Linked DNA regions of Mus musculus: regions 2, 3, 4, 5, 6 and 7 are each linked to region 1. The links are chromatin contacts, called in public Hi-C, HiChIP or PLAC-seq and capture Hi-C maps. All regions are on one chromosome and are shown on one strand. The core of a region is the stretch at or near the end of the contact, and the rest is flanking DNA. Distances in the headings are between cores, read along the strand shown.

Region 1 (2,904 bases), core at 249-2,748:
CTCTGTGGGCCAGAAGCAGACTTCAGGCCTCACTTCCTTTATTTTCCTCTAGGTTTTTGGACATACGTTCAGCTATACAACATTTAATTTGATAAAATGTGTTCTGATGCCTTGTGAACAAATTCATTATGCTGCTCACAGTTACCTAAAAAGTAAAAATGGTAGGGGTGAAATATGTCTTCATAGGCAATCACTCTAACCTTCTAGAAGCTTCCAAATTTAGTTTAATAACATATTGCATAGTGTTTACCCACAACGGTGTCATTCTGTAAACTCTTCTACTCAGTCAAGCATGGAAAAGAAGTCTTTCACTGGCCATCAACGCATGTTATTTGGTTTCCAAGTAAAAAACACAGAAACATTGCAGAATCTCAAAGAAGGCCTCCTTCACATCCCCACAAACAAGATCATTTTGATACAGAACCATCTACCATTCAATCGTAACTTCTGACGGCTCACTGTTCACAAGAGGAACGAGGCTGAGCCTCCACTACAAGAACACATGCACTTTTAATACAAAAAAAAAAAAAAAAAAGACCCTAAATGTCAAAAAGCCAAGTGGATGTCAAGATAGTAAGAAGAATAAAAACGTAAACTTCATTCTGACAATGACTGAACATTAATATCTAACAGAAACCTGTGTGTAAAACTCACAAGTGAGATGATCTGACTCCTGGTGGCCTAACAGAGTGTGCAAACTCTACTTCCAATTTTTGAAATAAGTTTTCTGGCCCCAACAATACCATCTTGGGTCATGAAATGCAATACATCCAGTACAATTTCAACCCAAGAAATAATACTGATCTTTTGCAGAGCTACTTGAGCAGTGTTCCCCGAGCTCCTCCAACCACCCCTGGACCTTCGTTCCCCTTCAAGCACTACCAGGTCAGGAGGATGCCCTGCTGCAGTTAGGCTGAGGCCCGCACAGCTCGCCCGTGGTTTCCAACAGCACGACCTCCGGCCTCTCGCCACTAAGGACTCCCACGGTCTCGACCAGGGCCTCGGGCCACACGCTCACCTCCCGGAGGCCCGGGAGCGTTTTCCAGGGCGCCCCAGCCGCAGCTCCCAACACTCCGAGTGTTACCCACCGCCAGGTTCAGGATGGCCGCCGAGCTCGGCGACCCCGCCTCCCCCGACTCGCCCGACCGGGCCTCGGTGCTCCATTCTGAGAGCTTGCCCCGGGAGGCCGCGGCCAACCCAGCCCTCGGCCCGCCGCCGCCTCCCCGGCCGGTGACAGCCGCCGCACTCGGCCCAGGTCCGCCCCTCCTCCAGCACCTCCTCGCCACCAGAGCCGGAGGGTGGGCTTCTTACCAGGCGGCAGGACATGGCGAGGCCCGCCACCGCAGGGCCTCCTCCGCCACCCCAGGAGGCTGCCAGCCAGGGTCGGCGGGGGCCAGCGCCTGGGCCGCTGGAGCGTCTCCGCCGGCTGCTCCGCCGCCGCCGCCGCCGCTGCCGCCGCCGCCTTCTCACAACCACAACAACATGGCGGCAGCGGCCACACAGAGCGCGCTCCCGAGACCGATCGGAGCTGAGAGCGGGGGCGCGCGCGCACGCTCCGGCGCGCTGTCCGCTGTGGGATGGGGGGCGGGGGGGAAGACTGGCCGTCACGGGATGGGCGAGGGCGGGGCCTGGCTCGTTGGTCACGCCCCAGGATGTGGGCGGGGCTGCAAGTCACCAGACTGTGGCTGCAGAGAAGCGTCAGGAGGAAGAAAAGAAAAATGAGAAGTGAATAAATAAACCGTTACGAATTAAGAAAAAGAAAAACAAGGTTTAGAAAGATTTTTCAGGCTTCTTTTCCAACTTAATGGACCAAGACAGCACTTCAGCTTACTCTACTTTCTATTAAAACTAAGAACAGTAGTGATATTATATCCCCAGCAAGTATAGTCAATATAAAACTAACTTAATACCGTGCATGTAAATATAGTGTGCTATAAGTTATGCCCAGAATACAAGTTCAAACTGCCTCAACGCCAGCTCCTAATAAAAAAAACCTCAGTGCTCAAAGAAAAGCAAGGGGGAAAAGAATCCCTACTTTGACTGGCCTCCAGAAGAGCCCCATAGTCTAACACTGTAATACCTTATTTTAGGTCAGCAGTCCTCGGGGTCTCAAATATCCTGAACCTCAGATATTTACATTATGATTCATGGTAGTAGAAAATTACAGTTATAAATTAGCGAGGAAAGTAAGTTGGGAGTCAGCATACGTGAGGAACTATATTAAAGTCACAGCGTTTAAAGGTTGAGATCTACTGGCTTAGGTCCTAACAAATCCTCAAAGATATTTCACTTCCTTAGATGAATTTTAACATGACCTTGATTTTTTATCAGAAGACAAGTAAATGAAATTTATCCCTGTATTTGTTAAATTGTTTATCTCCCCCCCCCCATTATTTGTTTCTTTGTATTCAACATTATTGCCTCTCTGCCCCCACTGGAGTTTAAGAATAATTAGAAAAAAAGGATGCTGTCTTATTTGTCATTATGTCTCCAGAACCTAAAATTGCACAACACAATAGCCAGACAAATCTCCTAATTATGGAAGAGCAAGTGTTTATATTTATCTAGTTGAATCTTCATAAATGGTCAGGCCTATCTTTATTTTACAAACAAAAAAAAAGTAAAACCCAGAATAAGTTGAATTTAACTTAAACTTCAAACCCAGGCCCAGATAACAACACAAACTGTCCTATTACTCTCTGGGCTACCCACCACATCACAGAATCTCAAGGAAGGTCAAGGAAGGCACTACATCACAGATCAGTTAGCAAAGACTTCCCACCGCCCTCCAAGGACCTGTCTTCCTCCTCTTCAATGCAGCTGATTGTGTCTCCGTTTTCACCTTCACTAGAAAAGCACAGGCTAAATTGGAAGTACAATGATTGCACCTCTTGGGTCAAAAAA
Region 2 (2,904 bases), core at 258-2,757, 460 kb after region 1:
CTGAGTTTATCCACTCCTTTCTGTTTCTGGAAGCGAAAAGCAGCTCACAAACCCCAGAAGCCTGGAAACCTGTAAATGGAACAGAAGTCATTCTAGGGGAATCTCAGCAAGAGGGGGGAGGGGGGAAAGCCAGCTGTCGCTACTCTGAATTTAAAGACCTAGAATATCCCTAGTGGCTGAAAGGGGGAAGAGAGGTGGGGGTGGGGGTGGTGAAATCAGACCAGGCCCTAAGTCTACCTGGGGAAGAGGACTAGACATTAGTGTTAAGGAATACCTTCCAGCTGCTGTCACCTGTTCCCCGCGGGAGGGTGTGCCTCCTTCCCCCTTGACGGGCTAGTTTCTCCTGCCCTTCCTTCCACTTAATTCCTGGCCAGGTAGACATATTATCAATGCCTTTAGAGGCCTGGATCTAAGTATTTCTAGAGCCTTCTCTCCTAAGGGAGAGGAGACAGTTCTTTTTCCTTTTGGCTCCATTTCAGCATTCTGGCCACCTGTTAGACTTGAAGCATTCGTTGAATGAGTGAGTCTTGTTCAATGCCGGGTGCCTGCATTTCACAGTACCTGGGTGGAGGGCAGAGGCCTGGGAACTCCTCCAGTGTGTGGAGACTGGAGGGCCGGACGGAGGTTGGGCAAACCCAGACTTTCCGAACCCTCAGAGGAGCTTCCGAACTTGTCCAGGGAAGAGGGCATGGTGCACCCCTGGGACAGACTCTGGGACAGACCCGTGGATCTGTTTCTTCGCCTCCAACCTGTTGGGGCAGTGACTGGGGGCTGAGTTGCTGAGCAGACTTCTGTGCTGGGCTCAAACCCTTCTGTCTCCACTCCCCACCCCCTCTGGGCTGGTCCTTTGAAACAGTGTTCTTCTAGTCGTTTGTCCTTGTAGGTGTAATGAAAAGTGGCCCGCAGGCCCGGGACGGAGTCCCAGTGTCCTTCTCACTTTGAGATACCTCTCCAGGGTCTCAGTTCCCTCCTCCTTAAACCACGAGTACCCAGGTTGAGGCTGCGGTTCGAAGATGATGCAGGGGAGAGCCCAGAAAAGGAGTTGGTGCCCAGGGTCTCACAAAACAGGAGGAAGCTTTGAAGCCATCGGCCTTTGGTGGACAACCGGGATGCAGACAAAAAGTCCAATGCGACGATTGGCCCAAGGTCATTCAACCAGGACTGGGTCTGACCCCAAGTGGCCTGATTCTAAGAGCCTGGGCTTGGTCAACAGCCAGGTTGCAGCCAGCGGTGTTGGAGGAACAGGGAGGTGGCGCCCAGCGGCTTCGGTTTTGAAACGGTTGAGGGAAGCTGACTGCCACCTGGGGAACCAGGCTTTAACAAGGCGACCCGCCTGGCAGTCACTGGGCCGCGACCCTCCCCGGGAGGGGCGGGGCGGACAGTTACCTCATCGCCGCCTCCGGGAGGCCCCGCTCGCTTGCTCGCCCGCGCGGCCGACTGGGGCGGCGGCTCCCGGCGCCGGAGCGAGAAGGGGACGGAGCTGAAGGTGGGGGCGGGTCTGCACCGCACCGGGTGCACTCTTCCTGCGGAGCTGCGGGTGCGTCCGCCCGCTCGATCCTCAGGCCTGGCCTCTTGTGGCTGAGGTGCTGTAGGCGACGCGATGCGGGTATCCCGGGCCGGGCAAGCAAGGCGCAGAACGGGCTCATGAAGCTCCCCGGTGCCAGGCGCGGGAGCGCGGGCCAGCCATGGGCGGCAGCCTGCGGGTGGCTGTTCTGGGTGCTCCGGGAGTGGGTAAGACCGCCATCATCCGCCAATTCTTGTTTGGTGACTATCCTGAGCGCCACCGACCCACGGACAGTCCCTGCCTCTACCGACCCGCGGTGCTGCTCGACGGCGCGGTCTACGACCTGAGTATCCGCGATGGTGACGTCGCTGGACCCGGCTCAAGCCCCAGAAGTCTTGAGGTAGCGGTTCGAGGGGGCCAGGGGTGTGTGTACACTTGGTGCCCATGTGTACTGATCCAGGGCGCCCGAGCCCGTTCTGGGATTGAAGTGTGTGTGTCTAGGTAGTTTGCATACGAGCTTCCTGCGCTAACCTGTAGGTGCCCTGTGGCTGTTTCCTCTCTCTCTCTCTCTCTCTCTCTCTCTCTCTCTCTCTCTCTCTCTCTCTCTCTCTCTCTCTCTTTTGTTTTTGTTTTTGTTTTTTTCGAGACAGGGTTTCTCTGTGCAGTGCTGGCTGTCCTGGAATTCTCTCTGTAGACCAGGCTGGCCTTGAACTCAGAAATCCACCTGCCTCTGCCTCTCAAGTGCTGGGATTAAAGGCGTGCGCCACCACGCCCGGCTCTGTGGCTGTTTCTTGTCTTCTTTGCCTGCCTAGGCTGGTGTCTGGGTCAGTGTGTGGCACAGCTTGAGCTGAGCCGCGCCGCTGTGACAGACTGGACCAGACACAGGAGTACCCTTTCTAGAGGGGGCCACCGCACCCTCAGACTCCCAGTCTTTGGCGCTGCATTCATTTCAAAGCTGGCATTTGAGCAGCACCTGGGAGGCTAAATGAAGTTTTGGTGAAAGAAGCTGTAAGAATATTGCAAGGGGGAAAGAGCAGCAAGAGACAAGCCAGAGGCTTCACCTGTACAGCTGCACCAGGACAGTCAGTTACCATCTGTCAGCCGGTGGACGGCAGATCCCAGGCTCTGAGGCAGTAGGAGCATAGTAGGTTGACGGGTGGCCCAGGAAGTAGGAGGGCTAAGGACTGACAAGATCCAAGCACGGCTGGGAAGTCTGGCCTGTGGGAGGGCGCGTCCCATCCGGAGTATTGCTGGGAGGTGACGGGGAGTGAGGTTGAATTGGAGTAAACCCCAGCCTCTACCCTCTAGGAGTGGCCGGACCCTAAAGACTGGAGCTTGCAGGACACAGACGCCTTTGTGCTGGTCTACGACATCTGCAGCCCCGACAGTTTCGATTATGT
Region 3 (2,904 bases), core at 229-2,728, 460 kb before region 1:
GAACTCGCAGTCCATGTGGGTGCTGGGAATTAAACCCAGATCTTCTGAAAGAGCAGCCAGTGCTCTAATTACTGATCCATCTCTCCAGTTGCTACACACGTCATTTAACATCTTTTTTTTTTTTTAAAGAGGGTCTCACTGTATAATAGGCTGGTCTCAAACTCCTGCTTTACCCTCCCAAGTGCTGGGATTACAGGCATGCCCATCATAATGTAGTTTTTCTGTCATTAAAAACAAACAAGCCGGGTGTGGTGGCGCACACCTTTAATCCCAGCACTTGGGGGGCAGAGGCAGGAAAATTTCTGAGTCGGAGGTCAGCCTGGTCTACAAAGTGAGCTCCAGGACAGCCAGGGCTACACAGAGAAACTCTGTCTTGAAAAAACAAAAAAACAAAAACAAAAACAAACAAACAAAAAAAACAAGACCAAAAAAACAAACAAACAGCTCTCAAGCACTTGAAATCATCAAAATCGTGTTCTCTATTAAAATGTTAAAGTTGTATTTGAGTCTTTAATTCACATGGTTTTCCTTATGCACGGTGCAGTAGGGGTCCAATTTCACGTCTTTTCCCGGTGGTACCTAACTTTGTTGTGATTTAGCAAAGAGCAAGCCATAGCACCTCCTCCCAGGTCCCCAAGTGCAATACCTCCTCTGACAACCAATTTTACATATGTGCTGACTGATTTTATGTCAATTCCCTGTTTGCAGGCCAGCCGAGCTTCTTCTCTACATCTCTGTCTCCTTCTGGGAATATTTTAGTCATTGCATCCTGGTGGCTAACCAGGTTTCTATTTTCTGTAGATTTTAATATTTTATTACAAAGTGGGAGGGGGTGTTGCAGCTCATTAGCTCTTTGCCCTTTTATCAGGGTACAATTTGTAAAAGGCTCAGGTTTCAGATTGAGCCAGCTACCAGCAACCACAAACCTCTGGGCTGAAGGACAAATTTTCGGACAAAAGCGGAACCTTCTCATTCCAGTAAGCACTGGCGATCATGTTAGAAGCAAGGCAGTGCAGGTTTAGATCAAGTCCATTTTACAGGCGAGGACAGCCCAGTGCTCCGTGCCACTATGGCTCTGCCTGGTTTGTACAGCTTCGTGTGCCCAGCCCTCCTCCCTGCTCCTTTAAAACCATGGCCTCAGTCTCCCCATCTGCTTTCTGTGATTCTCTGCAGCCTGCTCGCTGATCCCATGAAAGAACACTGACCCAGAGGAGGATGAGACATAGCCTTGACAACACCGTAGGTCAATCAGCCCAGACCCTTATACCTCCCTCGCCCCTACATTTCTCCAATCCTGAGACAACCGCACCTATCTCCACTGACAGACAACTTGGTGAGCTCTCCAAGGCTCTAAGGTATTTGCTCCATCGCAGCTCCTCAGGCCTCCTACATTAGGTTTCTCAGGAGCCACCAGGAGGCGCTCTCGCTGTCAAGCACCAACTCAGCCCCCCCCTCCCCGCACCGCCCCCTCCGGCTGCGGCCCCGCCCCTCCCGGTGCCGAGCCCCGCCCTGTCCGGCGCGGCCTGGCTCACTCTGTTCTCCCGGTCCCCGGGACCTTAGACTACGGCCTCGCCACCTCTCCGGTCGGATCATGGGCTCTGCCGATCGCCCCGCGCTGAGGTCGCCTTCGTTGCCGCCCCCTCCCCCATCGCCGCCGTCGCCGCTGCTGCTACTGCTGCCTCTGCTGCCTTTGTGGCTGGGCCTGATGGGCCCGGGAGCGGCGGCGGACGGCAGCGAGCCGGCGACCGGGGAGGGACGGGGCGGAGCCCGCTCAGTGCGAGTGGATGTGAAACTGCCGCGGCAGGACGCCTTGGTTTTGGAGGGCGTCAGAATCGGTCCGGAAGACGGTCCGGAACCTCTGCTGGGTGGCCGCCTGCTGCTGGTGAGCTCAGCCCCGCCTAAACTTGCCATGACCCTCGGATAGACCCCGCTGTCTTCATCCAGAAGCTAGCCCTTGACAGCCCAGAATGCTACTACTTCCCAGCCTTCAGGAGTTGGCAAACCTGACAGCCACATGCCCCTTCCACACTCATTCCCGTACCCGTACCCTGACCTTGCGTGCTTTGTGGCAGACCCGGGCTGCCTCTTCTATTCCCCTTGCCTCCTTCTTTTCATGGCTCCTCGTTACACAGATGGATGTCGTGGATGCTGAGCAAGAGATACCCGTAGATGGCTGGATTGCAGTGGCATATGTGGGCAAAGAGCAGGTCGCCCAGTTCCACCAAGAGAATCAAGGCAGTAGCCAGAAGGCATATCCCAAGGCTCTGGTCCAGCAGGTGCAAAGGGTGTTTGAGGGAAGGGGAGAAAGAAAATGCATTCGAAACATCTGCTAGAGCCAGGCTAACAGGTGGCCTATGAGGAGCCTTTCCAGAGAAGCCCTGGGCCCGAGTGGGTCAGCAAACACCAGTATGGAGCATCAAAGCAGTGTGATGGGGAGGAGGTGGAGAGACTTGCTGGGGAAAGTGGACCTGCTCTGGTGATAGGAGCTGGCAAGGGTGGAGAGCTGCTTTGCTAGGACTAGGGCCAATGAAAAGAATTTTGGATCCTACAGAATGAAAGGAGCATAAGTTTCTCACACACATGATAATGTACAAATTTCTTAAAATCAAGAATATTCTTTATGTAACTATGGTGTAGGAAAGTTAGCATCTATAAAATGTTGTGATCTATGTTCCATAACTAAATATTGCCTTAGTCCACAACCATCGTGTGTTGCCTTTGGCTGTCATTATCTCTTCGGCCTCCAAAACCATCCCTTAGCTTTGGCTTGACTTCAGGGAGCTTATAGCTAGTCTATCCAGATGTCGGGCTCCTGAGAGCTGGGGCCGTGGGTAAGGCAGGTGTGTGACAGCCTCCCACCTTCCGTCTTCCCTTGCAGATGCGTCGAGCCCTTTTCCTGGGAGC
Region 4 (2,904 bases), core at 108-2,607, 390 kb before region 1:
TGCCAGAAGAGGGCATCGGATCCTCTGGAACTGGAATTGTAAACAGCTGGTAGTGTCATGTGGATGCTGGGAACCAAACGTAGGTTTTTTCTAGAAGAGCAACCAGTGCTCTAAACTGCTGAGCTAGCTCTCTAGTTCCCACAACACTTCCTTGTTGTAGAAAGACTTCCTTCACCCAGAACAGGTCCTTACTGAGTCTACTGAGGGAGCCTTTATTTAACCTTTTGAGTTTTAAAAAATGGACATTCCGTGTCTAGGGGCTGTGTCTATTTCTGCCCCGCCAATATCCAGATTACATTCTCCTGTTGGAAGAGAAGCCATTTAAATGAGTGTATTTCCTCAAAAATTTCCCAGTTTAAGGTTTTAAATTTAAAACATTTCGAGGCCAGCTTTATCTACAGAGTGAGTTCCAGGACAGCCAGGGCTATACAGAGAAAACCTGTCTCGAAAACCCAAAAATAAAAATAAAAATAATAAGATAAACCATATCTTCTGATTAATATACACATTGAGAGCAGTATCAGTTGTTGGCTTTCTGAGATCCTGCCTCATAGTTGGTAAAGCCTAGAACCAGCGCTGACTTAGAATCTAGGAACATGACCTTTTGTTTTCTACCCTATTTGAATTCTGGTTTGATGCTTGATACTGGGGCTTTGAAACTGCCAAAGCTATCAGCTGACGTCGGTTGAAAGAACTCTCAGCATGTTCCTCTCTGATTGCACTTGAACGAATAGGTATCTCTGAGGCCCACAGTCATATTTTACCAACAAAACTAGACCCCAGGGTTGAGGTGTCATACAGGCCGGATTTAATCATGTGTGGAGTCTTTGGCAACTAGCAATTTCAGTTGTAAGGTTCATCTTGACTGAGCCTTAGTTTTGTTATCTACGAAGAGGGCTCAATCAGATGTTATCACCTTCATGACTACTAAAACTTCCTGTTGCCTCTTGCGAGCGCCCTACCCTCTGTTTAGTTAACCAGAAGGCTCATCCCTCACTTGTTGCATACTCGGATACTGTTTTTGATATAAATGTCATCATGTCTGGGGGTGTAGTGTCCTTTGGTTTCTGCTTCTTGGGTATTCGGGGGTTGCCTGAACACGTATATCCTTTGGTAATGTACTTGACCTCAAGGCTTCAGCACTGCTTTTTTTTTATATCAAAGAGAGAAAGAAAGAAAGTGTCTTTGTGTCTTGGTTCTGCCTCTCGATGGTGAGAGATAGCAGCTTGGAGCACAGTGACTTGTGTCCTTGTTGAGGGGCCCAGTTTATTATCCTAGGCAAGCTCCTTCTCAGCTGTCCTGTTCCAAGGCTGAGTTCAGGCTCAGTTCCCCAGATAAAGTGCACTGAACCAGAGGACTTGCCTCTTTGTGTCCTGGAGGCCTCAGCTCTGCCAGGGCCCCTCCCTCTGTTCTTGCAACCAGTAAAAGTCACAGCAACATGTTTCCTTCCGGCAGAGAGAATCAGAAACTCCAACCCTGGGCCAGGCCCAGCTCTACCATGTCCTGTTCCCAAGAGCTCCCTGGAACTGCCTCAAGTGCCTCCCACCCCGTGTCCCTGTCTGGAAAGGCATATTGGGCTGAATCTCATCTTTAGGCTATAGAGGATCTGGCTTAGAATTGAGTTCCAGGTTCTTTACTGATTTTCTGTTTGACTCTGAGCAGGATTCTCTCCCTGAGTATTTAACCTCTCTGAGCCTGTTTCTCAGACTCTGTCATGTCAATCCTTCCTTTTGTTCGTTAGTTCTTCCTTTCTTTCTTTCTTTTAAGTTATTTGTTTATTCACTTTACATCTTGCTCCCTCTCCCCTCACACCAATCTTTTCTTAATACTGTCAAGTACTTTAAATTTTTGTAATGATTTACTTGTTTTTATTTTGCATGCATTGGTATTTTACCTGCATGTGTGTCTGTGTGAGGGCGTCTGACCCCCTGGACCTACACAGTTATGAGCTGCCCTGTGGGTGCTGGGAACTGAACCCTGGGGAGCCTCTAGAAGAGCAACTGGTGCTTTTAACCACTGAGCCATCTTTCCAGCCGTTTATTTATTTAGGATGTCATCTTTCCCAGCTAGCCTTAAACTCCTGCCTCTACCTCCAGAGAGCTGACATTATGTCCAGTTTATAAAATACTACTTTTCCTTCTTTTTTTCTGGTGGTGTTGAGAATTGATGAGAGTGCCTGGCAATTTAGGCAAGTACACTACCACTGAGCCACCTCTCATTACACCATGTACTGTCTAACTTGAAGAAACAAACAAACAAACAAAAAACTTCACAAAAGCACAACAAAGCAATAGACAAATGTAAGGTTTTGATAACCTAATAGTTTAAAGTGCATCTGAGGAAACTGTATGTGAGAGAGTTGTGCATGCACAGTTTGTGTTGTATGGTTGTCCGCTTTGCCATCACTCTGTAGGCTGGATGAGAAGGCATCTGTAGAACGCCTGCATGTTGGTCTCCTTTTCTTCTCTGCCTTTGAGAGTTGTGTGAATGCGGGCATCCTCAGGGCTTATCCCCTTCAGAAGCCTCACGGAGGAGCGAGGTGATTCTGCTTTCTACTTAAGACAGGGTCCCTTCCCAGCTCACCTCTGCCTTCTTTGGTGCTGATCTGCCTGGACTGATCAGTACCCATCAAATGTCAATTCCACAAGGGGCCTGGGGACAAGTCTTCTTAGCCTGTTTAGAAGTGACACAGCTGCTCAGTTAGAAGGTGGCATTTGAAGGGACTTTGAAGTGTCTGTATGACTTTAGCACGTGAAGACACTCAGGGAGCATTCCAGCCAAGGGTTTGGCATGCGTGGAGGTTGGGTGATGGGGAATAGCAAGGGTGTAATTGGGGAAAGTCTGAGTAACCAGCTTGGCTCAGGTGAAGGGGCAAGCATGTTATTTATGTATTTGCTTGACTAG
Region 5 (2,904 bases), core at 193-2,692, 360 kb before region 1:
TGCCAACATATGGGTTCCGAGAAGCACGACATAACACTCTCCGGCTAGATCTGGGGCTGCTTGGAGCTTCCCTCTGTCTCCTTATCACAGTGAGAGCTTGAGTGTAGGGGTATAGGGACTGTCCCAGGATGACATCACGGATATGAAATGCAGAAGGATCCCTGACCAGGGCCCTAGGGAACAGCACCCTGGAGTGGGCAGAGGTAAGAAATTCAGTAGGAGGAAATGAAGACTTCAGAAGGATCTAGTCTAGACTGTACTGGGGAGTTGCTAACAAGGGGGACACTCTGCTAGGTGCAGAGAATATGTGGATGGGGGCACAGTCGCCTCCTGGATAGGGAGTGGGGGGGTTGTTGAATGAATATATGAGGGCCAACAGCAGGTACAGCCTAAGGATGCTCATTCTAGCTTGGCAGATGTGCTGTGGCTTCCAAGCATGGCCTGTGGATCTGGCTCAGCCTGGGCCTCAGTCCCTCAGTGCGGAGAAGCAGAAGACCCACCCATGATGGATCGCTATCTTTCAGAGAAAGTGAAACCTTGTGTCCAACTGTCGCAGCTCCCCCACCCCTCCCTCCAGCTTCCCCTCTGAGCTCACAGCTTCCCGGTCTCCCCCGCCCCCTCCATCCCATCCCCTGAAAACCAGTACTTGGAATTCAAGCCTAGTCTTTTCTTTTTTCTTCAAAGGCTTTTTTGCCTTTTATGTCCATGTTGGCAGTGACCTTGAGGGGTGAACCAAGGAGTGCTTTTCTCTCTCGCTTTCTCAGGTGGGGCTCAAAGTAGCTGAGTGACTTGCCTCAGACAACACAGCGACACAGCGTGTCACAAGCTTTGAACCCGTTCTCTAATTTCTCTTGCTCCAAGGGTCCTAAAGGACCCTGTCTACAGAGAGAGGATCTGGGATTGGGAAGGCTGGGCGAGGACAGTTAATAGAGACAATGGAAATGAGTTGGGCTAGAAGATGCTGACCTGGGATTAGAGGCACAATCTTTGGGGCCCAAGTCTGGCTCTGTGCCCAGAGCCTGGTGGTTTCCGCTCACAGATGTCCCGACAGCCCAAGCGAGAGGGTGGGAAGGGCACTCAACAAGGAAGATGTCTGGCTCCCTTTAGCCCTAAACCTTCGTGTCCTAGGAGGTTGGTAGTTTCTGGACCAGGGGTGGCCTCCCTTGCAAGTCGTGCTCTGACCCCTGGACTGATCCCTGAAGATGATACGGACCCCCGTGCTGCCCGCTCACCCCAAGAAGGCTGAGGCTGCGGTTTACATCATCCTTGGGCGTGGGGCTGACCTCGAAGAACGAATTCGAAGAAAACGGGAGGAGGAGCGGGCATGTCATGGCGCATGGCGCCCATTGGCCGCCTGGGGAGACTTTGGTTTTTGGGGTCATGTTCCCAGAAGGCCTGCCCTTCCCCCTCCCCCTCCCCACCCACCTCACGAGATGTTGGCCAATCGCCCCGTCGGGCATAAAGTGGCTGCCAGCCTGCAGGACACCCAGCCAAGCTGTGTCACCCCTGAGAGGCACGGGCCAGAGTACCAGGACCCAGTATGCAGACACGGCTTCTAAGAACACTGCTCAGTAAGTACTTCCTTCCTTTCTACCATCCCAGGGCGCAGCTGGGCCAACTGGCTGCTGTAGGCACCCTCTGCCCTTGGGAGCTGTAGATCAAGTGAAGGATGTGGACGAGAGGGAGAACTAGTAGGGCAGGGATCCACTGAGACCCCAGCATAGCCACAGGTGGAAACGTAGTATTTCTGGAAGGTATTCCAGAGGGAGGCGTGAGAGAGACCATGCCGGGGACCAGGGCATGAGGGAAGAGGAGAAAGAGTGAGAAGAGTCTGGAGAAGCCCAAGGCAGGTAGGGGATGAGCAGAGAAGGAAGTTCCAGATCTGCGCGGAAATGGAGCAAGGGGCTCACTTCTTGCTCTGATTCAATTCTCGGGGTCTGGGGCAGATGCAAAGTCAGCCAAGCCAGAGGTCCTTAGATCATCCCGCCACTCATACAGCCACACCCACACGGGGACAGGCAAGCAGAGCCATCTATGTGGGAACAGGTCCTCCCTCTCAGTAAGGTAGGAAGTCTCACCTGCAGACCAGAACCCCCGGTGACCGGGGCAGGTACTGCAGTGCCTCACCTAGGTCTACGGGCACACCCCCACAGGCACTGGTCCATGTGCACCTGTTACAAGCTCGCTGTGGACCCTCACTGGCAGTGTAGCTGCAGACACGGGGGAAGATGGGGAGGGGACTTGTGGTTGGCACGCCTGGGCTACAGGCCCTCCCCAGGGGCGAGGGGGTGGGGTGGGGTGGGGCTGGTTGGTTTGTAGGAAGGGAAGGATGGTGTCGTAGCCTTCCGGGCCATTGCACCACAGGCCCCTTCCGACCACGTGGCTGCCGGTGCCTGTGAGGGTGGGGGCCTGCGAGCTGGAACTATGATCATCTGCCCTCACCCCTACAACCTTCTCCTGGGCTCCCAGCAGTCCTGGTGTGTGCGTGTGTTAGGGGTTCGTGTGTCGGTGGCAGGAAGGGCAGGGCGAGTGCTGAGCATGGGTGACCTGGACAGGCTTTCCTCTCGCATCTTGCTCACCTTTCAGCAGAATGGCCGTCAGCACTGGCTGGCCCAGTGAGTGGAGAGGTGCTTTTTCTGGCTCTGTGAAAAGAGCTTAGGTGACCTGCTGCCCTGGGGCTGCACCTCAGGACAGACCCCTGGTCAACTCTATTCTGCCTACAGGGAATGTTAAGGTCTATAAAGTAGTCAGGAACTTAACCTGTCAGTCTTAGGACAGAGCTAACCCTTGTATGAGGCCAGATATCTTATAGAGGACTCTCTTGTCTGTTCGTTATGCCATAAAGTCAGGACAGGGATGCTGGAGGCTACAACCCAACCTCTCCCCGAAGAGCTGCAGGGAAAT
Region 6 (2,904 bases), core at 185-2,684, 340 kb before region 1:
TGCTGCCATGTAGAGATTCAAGCTCAGGGGGTTAGGCTTGCATATCAAGCACTTTACCCACAGAGCCATCTGCTAACCGCTGTCCCAGGTTGTTGTTGTTGTTATTACTGTTTTCTGAGACAGAGTTTCTCCTCTGGCTGTCCTGGAACTCACTCTGTAGACCAGGCTGGCCTTGAACACAGAGATCCACCTACCTGCCTCTGCTTCCTGAGTGCTGGGATTAAAGGTGTGCGCCACCGCCCAGCCCCAGTTTTAAAATGACTTTATGTGTGCAGTGTTTCACCTGGTCCTGGTGTCCTGGGCCCTACAGAGGTTAAAGGGGAGTACTGTTCACCAAGACATTTCTGCACTCCACCCCTTCATCCCAACTTTAGCGTGATTATTTTTCTCTTCAGTGAGAGACGAAGACCTTACAGGTGAAAAGATTGTGACCTCTGCCCTTATCTTACTCATAGGCCAAGCCTCAGTTTTGCCTCTGCACTGTGTGTTGTTGGAGCCCACTTCCCTAAAACAGGGTTTCCTGGGAAAAGTGTAGGACTAATATTGCTCTAGGCAGGTTTGAAAACTGTCAACAGTCCCTCCTTCTCTCCCTCTCTTTATACTTTACTCTCCTCCCCCCTTTCCCTTCCCTCCCTCCCTCCCTTCCTCCCTTCCTCCCTCTCTCCTTCTCTCAGTCCCTTCCTTAATCCCTTCTTGATTGCTTTTTTTTCTTTTTTCTTTTCTGTATCTCTCCTCTCTTAGTCCCTGTCCCCAACCATCTTCTGGCCGTCCATGGCAAGCCTGCCCAGGCAGTCTACAGAACTCCTTGTAGCACCAAGAAAAAGGTCACAGTCCACAGAGAATCAAGAGGCCCTCAGCAGCACAGGCAACAAAGTTCCTTGCTTCCCGGAGTATTCCCAAGGGCAGGGCTTGTCCAGGGAGGGACGAAGGTCCCACAGCAGGTGGGGCCCTGAAGCCTGGGGCTGATTGCAGATCAGAAGGGCCAGGTAGCTCCCCGGGTTATGAGGTGGGGGCTGGGACAGGGGCAGCTATAGGCCTGTGGCTCTTGGGACAGAGACAGAGGATGGTAGCTGTGCACACAGCCTGTGGCAGGTCTGAGTCAAAACACCTAAGGTTGACCCCAGCTGGTCATGAGGAGAGCTGCCCAGTCATTGCCTTATGCTGGCTTGGGTCACCCAGACAGGCTAGGCGCGGCCCAGTCAGCTGTGACTCAGGCCATAGTGGCTTTGCCACGCAGCCCAGGGGCATCAAGTACAGGGACGCCCCCTCCCCACACCCAGCCCTGCTTCTCCTTCTAACAACACCTTTCCCACCACCGTGTCAGGCTCCATCTGTGGTGTGGGTGCTCTACCTCTCTGGTCCTCAGCTTGGGGGTGGGGTGGAAGTGGGGGGAGCCTCAGGCCACCAACTTCAGACGGAAGTCAGGTGGGGGGCAGGGTGAGGAGCCAACGCCAGAGGAGCCTCAGGAGGAGAGGGAAGCAGAGGGGCCCAACAACGATGGTGTCACCCTGAAGACTGGACAACTGTGCAGACTGTGGAGGGCTGCGAGACCACGGTAGGATTCCCTTGAGGGGGCAGGGCGGAGGGGCACTGCTGCACCCCACACTTATCCCCAGGAGGGTAGATGGTCCATCAGTTGCTCCCCTGTGGATCAGGGGCACCTGCTGGCCCACACAACCCTCCAGCATTCGCTCTCCCTGTCTGTAATGGATGCATTGTAAGTCAGGCTTGGAAGTCTCTCTTGGAGGATGGCCAAGCAAAGCTGGAGAGACCAGCTGTGGAAGTGTCCCGTGGGTTAAAGTTCACAGGATGGGTAAAGGGCAGTGGAGAGAGCACATGGATTCCAGGCTTGCATTGTGCCATCGTGGTAGGGTCAGCCTGATTCTAAAGGCAGTCATGATTTCTGCATCCCCAGGGGACTCAAATCCCTTTTCTTTTTCTAGAGTTCTGAGCTTGCAGAGGCCTCATTTACCCTCCGGTAGATGGAGCAGTGGAGGGCCGTCCCTGTCCATTCAAAATGGGCTGCAGCAGTCCACGGGGACCATCATGGGTGCTCTGGGGAACTTGATCAGCCAAGGTCATTACTCCTCTGCCTTTGACCTTGGGCCAGATCGGAGCTTGGCCGGTCTTCGTCCCCCCCGCATCCGAGCTCCAGGACAGTGACAAAGAGAGAAAAACAAAAACCAAGTCTGTGCAAGAGCCCCCTGCGTTGGGTGCTTGGCATCCAAAATTCCAAGAGGCTCTTACCTCTAATTTGTCAGTGTTCCTCCAAACCTGCTAGGGGGCTGACAAAAGGAGGGGACATTGTTCCCAGGATCCTGTCCATGTCATGCCATGCCGGGACAGGACAGTAAGGGGAGCCTGGGACTAGTCTGTACAACCAAGTGGTTTAGTTTGCTTTGATTCTTGCCTCTTGCTGTGTGAATTTGGGCAGTTCATTTTCCTTCTCTGGGTCACCGTGGCCCCCTGCGAAGTTGACAGTCTGATCCCCACCTGGAAGAACTGTCAGGACAAGGTGGGAGCAGGTAGCAGGACCAGGAAAAGGCCACTGCCCCCTCCCCCAGAGCCATGGCAAGGCTGTGCCCCATTGACCACTGAATGTGGTTCTGGCACCTCCTTGTGGCCAGTCTTTTGGGCTACACCTTGCAGATATTAGGACAAAGCTCTGGAAGCCCCCAAGAGGAGCCTTCTTCCCTTGTGTTGGTGAATGGCCTCTGCCCACCCCCATCCTGCACCCCAGACACCCACTCACTTCCTCAAATCCAGTTATCCAGCCCCACCCACCTACTGGTACGGACTGAACAGGCGAGCTGGCGAGCCGACTGTACTTGCTGATTCTGGGCAGCAGGTGGCGCTGCTGACCAGGGCTTGGAGCTGCTAAGCGTTTACAGGGCAAAGAACCCT
Region 7 (2,904 bases), core at 253-2,752, 300 kb after region 1:
AAGACAGGACAGAGGTGACAGAGGATCTTAAGGGAGCACCCTGTTCCTAGACAGATGGAGAGGCGTATCCATGTTTTCCTACATAATGTGGTTAAAACTTGAATTTGTGCTTCAGCTCTTCTGTACTTCTTCCTTCCTACAGGCAAAAACACAGGCTGAGACCTATAGTTCCATCAAATTCTTTCTTTCCCTTCTTGACATTGTCCCCCAAACCCTCATTTTGCAGAAACACTAGGTCTGTGGAGTAGGTTGTGATTCTGGGGTCTCTTCAATGACCCCGGTACCTCATGAACCCCTGCTTAGCATGGTTGTGCTACCATCCAGGAGAATGTTGATGGAACCAAATTAAATATTTACTGTACGTTGTGGTGTTGTCTTCATCTACAAGGAATCTCAGTAGTTGTCTAAGGCAGGGCAGCTTCCAGTTGGCTGAGGGTTACACTGGCTTTGATCTCTTAGGGAGACCGTCTTCATCTTCGTCCCAGAGCAAGAAAAGGAGCTGTTTCGGCGCCACAAGGTATTCAATGTTCATGTTTGCAGACAACCAGAATTTACTCCAGAAATGCCAGGCATAGGAAACATCTGAAGCTTACAGGTACTGCACTAGAGTCTTGGGGGAAAATAAAAAATCAAAACAAAACAAAACAGTGAAGCAGGAAGCAGGTGTAATATAGGATTATGCCCCTGCCTCAGTTCCTTTCTGGGTGTAGTGACTCCGATAGTATCAAGAAGTTAGAGTGGGGGGGGGGGGCGGTGGTGGCACACGCCTTTAATCCCATCACTTGGGAGGCAGAGGCAGGCAGATTTCTGAGTTGGAGGCCAGCCTGGTCTACAAAGTGAGTTCCAGGACAGCCAGGGCTATACGGAGAAACCCTGTCTCAAAAAACAAAAACAAGGGCTGGTGAGATGGCTCAGTGGGTAAGAGCACCCGACTGCTCTTCTGAAGGTCCAGAGTTCAAATCCCAGCAACCACATGGTGGCTCACAACCATCCGTAAAGAGATCTGACTCCCTCTTCTGGAGTGTCTGAAGACAGCTACAATGTACTTACATATAATAAATAAATAAATCTAAAAAAAACAAAACAAAAATTTAAAGAAGAGTCAGGCATGGTGACACCTGCCTAAGTCCAGCGAGTCCAATGCAGGCGGATCGTAGTGACCAGCCTGATCTATATAGCGTTCAAGACCCGCAAGTGTGCTATGTAGTGAGGCCCTGAACAAAGTCAGAAGACAAAATCCACTCCTGTTCAAATGATAGCACAGCGACACTTGTGCTTTCTTGAGATACCACAAACTCACTCGAGTGAGTCGGCGGAGGGCCCACTAATTCACACTCCGGTGAAGGGGCACGAAGCACAGACTTGGACATTATCGCCCCAGTTTCCCAACTTAATAGAACTAGACTCGCCCCTTCCTTGCTTCCCAAGCTGCATCTGGCCTTCGTGTCTCACTTCCGGCCTGTGGCTCTCTTCTTCCGCTTCTCTATGGTCGCGAGCCGGAAGTGGCTACCCGGCTGGAAGGCGTGAGGAGCATTCTGGTGAGCGAGGGTAGAGGGCTGCTGGCTGGGGCTGCAGGTCCTCGCTGGGCGATCCGGGCTTGATGTGCAGACGGCACGGAGCGTGTCCGCGGGCTGGGGTCCTCACCTGTCGGGGTCCCCCAGGCTCGTGGCGGTTTTCTAGGAACTAACCGGAGCAGCATCCTCTGTCCCCATTGTAGTCTCCCGAGAGTGCTGCTGCTGGTGGTGACCCTCGTCGATGGTCCTCTTGGGCGTGTGGCAAACGCTCCTGGGTGGCGGTTGGCTTTCCCGGGTTTTCCGTGCCACCCTTGTGGGTTTTGTCAGATGAGTCCGCCACTCGTTTACCTGTCACCGGCAGCCTCCTGCGGTCCTCTGAGAGAGGCGTTACCATCGTCGCGCCGCACCAGACTCCAAGGAGTCGCAGAAAAGAGCTTTTATTGCTGGAGCAGAAAGGCTGAGAGCGCGAAGTGCGGACGTTACAAGGGCAAAGAAGCTTGGCTTGGCTTTTCTTTATGTTGTCCGCTCTATTTCCTAGCTAGCTGGCTGGACTTAGTGTATTTGCTTCATTAAATATTTTGCTTATCTTAATTTCTAAGAAAAGGAAAACAAGAATTTTTTTTCTTAAGTTATACTGCAAAGGGCTCGGGCAGTAAGAAGAGGTGCCACCTGCTCCGTTTTAATGAAGATTTTAAATGCAGTCACTATAGTCCTGTCTGTCTGGCAGCTTCTGTAGTCCAGGTTGGCTTCACATTGGTAAAGATCCCTCTGCCTCAGTCACTCAAGCTCTGTGATTCCTGATATTTACCACTATCCTGTCTCACAGCCCATCCGCCCCTCCCCCCTTTTTTCTTGGAGACGAGATTTTATTATGTAGCCCAAACTGACTTTTGAACACATTATATAGCAAAAGCTGATCTGGAACATCTCGTCAGCCAGCTCTCAGTCTGACCTGTTCTCATTGCAGGCATGTCCCGCCACACAGTTTTATGCAGTCCAGGAGATCAAACACAGGCGTTTGAGTATGCTAGGCCAGCACTCTACCAGCTGAGTAATATTCCCAACTTCACAGTCACTTTTTAAACCTATAGTTACTTTGGTAGAAGAAAACTTGGGTCTGGTCTGCATGCCATAAATAGGAAATGGCTTCCACTTGTCTTATGATATTGATATAACTGCATAGTATACATAGTATGATGAAAACATTTATTAATAAATTCTGTCTTGGTTTCCTTGTCTAAGATTCTGAGAGAGAATCCATTTCTTTTTAAATTATTTTTATTTTATGTACATCGGTGTTTTGCCTGCGTGCGTGTCCGTGTGAGGTGTTAGATCTTGTAGTTACAGTCAGTTGTGAGCTGCCACGTGGATGTTGGGAATTGCAGCTGGA

What was found. A called contact is a pair of places that touch in the nucleus more often than the background predicts. HiChIP or PLAC-seq counts read pairs in DNA pulled down with a chosen protein or histone mark. Capture Hi-C pulls out chosen DNA fragments and counts their contacts.
Region 2: a FOXA1 HiChIP or PLAC-seq map of pancreatic cancer cells shows a contact between it and region 1. The contact joins the promoter of Rasl10a here to the promoter of Mtmr3 in region 1. A contact is called at or near these places in 2 of 39 promoter capture datasets (hematopoietic stem and progenitor cells and liver) and 1 of 115 datasets of contacts at active chromatin or transcription factors (pancreatic cancer cells).
Region 3: a capture Hi-C map of macrophages shows a contact between it and region 1, with 4 times the contacts expected there. The contact joins the promoter of Rnf215 here to the promoter of Mtmr3 in region 1. A contact is called at or near these places in 13 of 39 promoter capture datasets (the 3T3-L1 cell line, the C10 cell line, HPC-7-derived erythroid cells and 9 more), 1 of 15 datasets of contacts at CTCF or cohesin (large pre-B cells), 2 of 484 Hi-C or Micro-C datasets (embryonic stem cells and regulatory T cells), 1 of 115 datasets of contacts at active chromatin or transcription factors (stem cell-derived neural progenitor cells) and 2 of 9 other capture datasets (embryonic stem cells and macrophages).
Region 4: an H3K4me3 HiChIP or PLAC-seq map of bone marrow-derived macrophages shows a contact between it and region 1, with 2.2 times the contacts expected there. The contact joins the enhancer-like site here to the promoter of Mtmr3 in region 1. A contact is called at or near these places in 6 of 39 promoter capture datasets (the 3T3-L1 cell line, cranial neural crest, hippocampal neurons and 3 more), 6 of 484 Hi-C or Micro-C datasets (B cells, CD8 T cells, the N1E-115 cell line and 1 more), 4 of 115 datasets of contacts at active chromatin or transcription factors (bone marrow-derived macrophages, embryonic stem cells, memory CD8 T cells and 1 more) and 4 of 9 other capture datasets (adipose tissue, embryonic stem cells, liver and 1 more).
Region 5: a contact with region 1 is called in a Hi-C map of LSK cells, with 2.3 times the contacts expected there. The contact joins the promoter of Osm here to the promoter of Mtmr3 in region 1. A contact is called at or near these places in 10 of 39 promoter capture datasets (the HPC-7 cell line, the SN4741 cell line, embryonic stem cells and 7 more), 1 of 484 Hi-C or Micro-C datasets (LSK cells), 7 of 115 datasets of contacts at active chromatin or transcription factors (the 230-238 cell line, the SCID.adh cell line, bone marrow-derived macrophages and 3 more) and 3 of 9 other capture datasets (adipose tissue, embryonic stem cells and liver).
Region 6: a contact with region 1 is called in an H3K27ac HiChIP or PLAC-seq map of microglia, with 6 times the contacts expected there. The contact joins the promoter of Lif here to the promoter of Mtmr3 in region 1. A contact is called at or near these places in 7 of 39 promoter capture datasets (the 3T3-L1 cell line, HPC-7-derived erythroid cells, the SN4741 cell line and 4 more), 2 of 15 datasets of contacts at CTCF or cohesin (CD8 T cells and large pre-B cells), 10 of 484 Hi-C or Micro-C datasets (CD8 T cells, the G1E-ER4 cell line, LSK cells and 4 more), 11 of 115 datasets of contacts at active chromatin or transcription factors (the 230-238 cell line, the HPC-7 cell line, bone marrow-derived macrophages and 7 more) and 2 of 9 other capture datasets (adipose tissue and liver).
Region 7: a Hi-C map of regulatory T cells shows a contact between it and region 1, with 6 times the contacts expected there. The contact joins the promoter of Thoc5 here to the promoter of Mtmr3 in region 1. A contact is called at or near these places in 5 of 39 promoter capture datasets (the 3T3-L1 cell line, cranial neural crest, maxillary cranial neural crest and 2 more), 1 of 15 datasets of contacts at CTCF or cohesin (the NIH/3T3 cell line), 1 of 484 Hi-C or Micro-C datasets (regulatory T cells), 5 of 115 datasets of contacts at active chromatin or transcription factors (the 230-238 cell line, embryonic stem cells, memory CD8 T cells and 1 more) and 2 of 9 other capture datasets (adipose tissue and pancreatic islet).

Annotation. Positions count from the first base shown.
Region 1 is chr11:4,593,292-4,596,195 of GRCm38.p6, forward strand. Mtmr3 (myotubularin related protein 3) reads right to left here and starts at 1,499. Exons shown (of 19, transcript NM_001373897.1): 1 at 1,312-1,499.
Region 2 is chr11:5,056,621-5,059,524 of GRCm38.p6, forward strand. Rasl10a (RAS-like, family 10, member A) reads left to right here and starts at 1,508. Exons shown (of 3, transcript NM_145216.4): 1 at 1,508-1,904; 2 at 2,813-2,904. The coding sequence starts at 1,686. It also overlaps a transcript of Gas2l1 not described here.
Region 3 is chr11:4,133,682-4,136,585 of GRCm38.p6, forward strand. It overlaps Rnf215 (ring finger protein 215), which reads left to right and starts at 1,479. Exons shown (of 9, transcript NM_027859.3): 1 at 1,479-1,882; 2 at 2,133-2,276; 3 at 2,879-2,904. The coding sequence starts at 1,592.
Region 4 is chr11:4,202,479-4,205,382 of GRCm38.p6, forward strand. All of the region lies in intron 1 of Tbc1d10a (TBC1 domain family, member 10a), which reads left to right. Among named protein-coding and RNA genes, the nearest start is that of Castor1, 14 kb to the right of the region's middle. Within about 2 kb of position 1,358, at least 100 of the 459 cell types and tissues checked have an H3K27ac peak or open chromatin away from gene starts, as enhancers often do. A contact at or near this core is called in CD8 T cells, adipose tissue, bone marrow-derived macrophages and 3 more, where this site is marked.
Region 5 is chr11:4,235,343-4,238,246 of GRCm38.p6, forward strand. Osm (oncostatin M) reads left to right here and starts at 1,443. Exons shown (of 3, transcript NM_001013365.2): 1 at 1,443-1,571. The coding sequence starts at 1,541.
Region 6 is chr11:4,256,134-4,259,037 of GRCm38.p6, forward strand. It overlaps Lif (leukemia inhibitory factor), which reads left to right and starts at 1,435. Exons shown (of 4, transcript NM_008501.2): 1 at 1,435-1,555.
Region 7 is chr11:4,893,841-4,896,744 of GRCm38.p6, forward strand. It overlaps Thoc5 (THO complex 5), which reads left to right and starts at 1,503. Exons shown (of 20, transcript NM_172438.3): 1 at 1,503-1,538. It overlaps Nipsnap1 (nipsnap homolog 1), which reads left to right. Exons shown (of 10, transcript NM_008698.3): 10 at 1-361.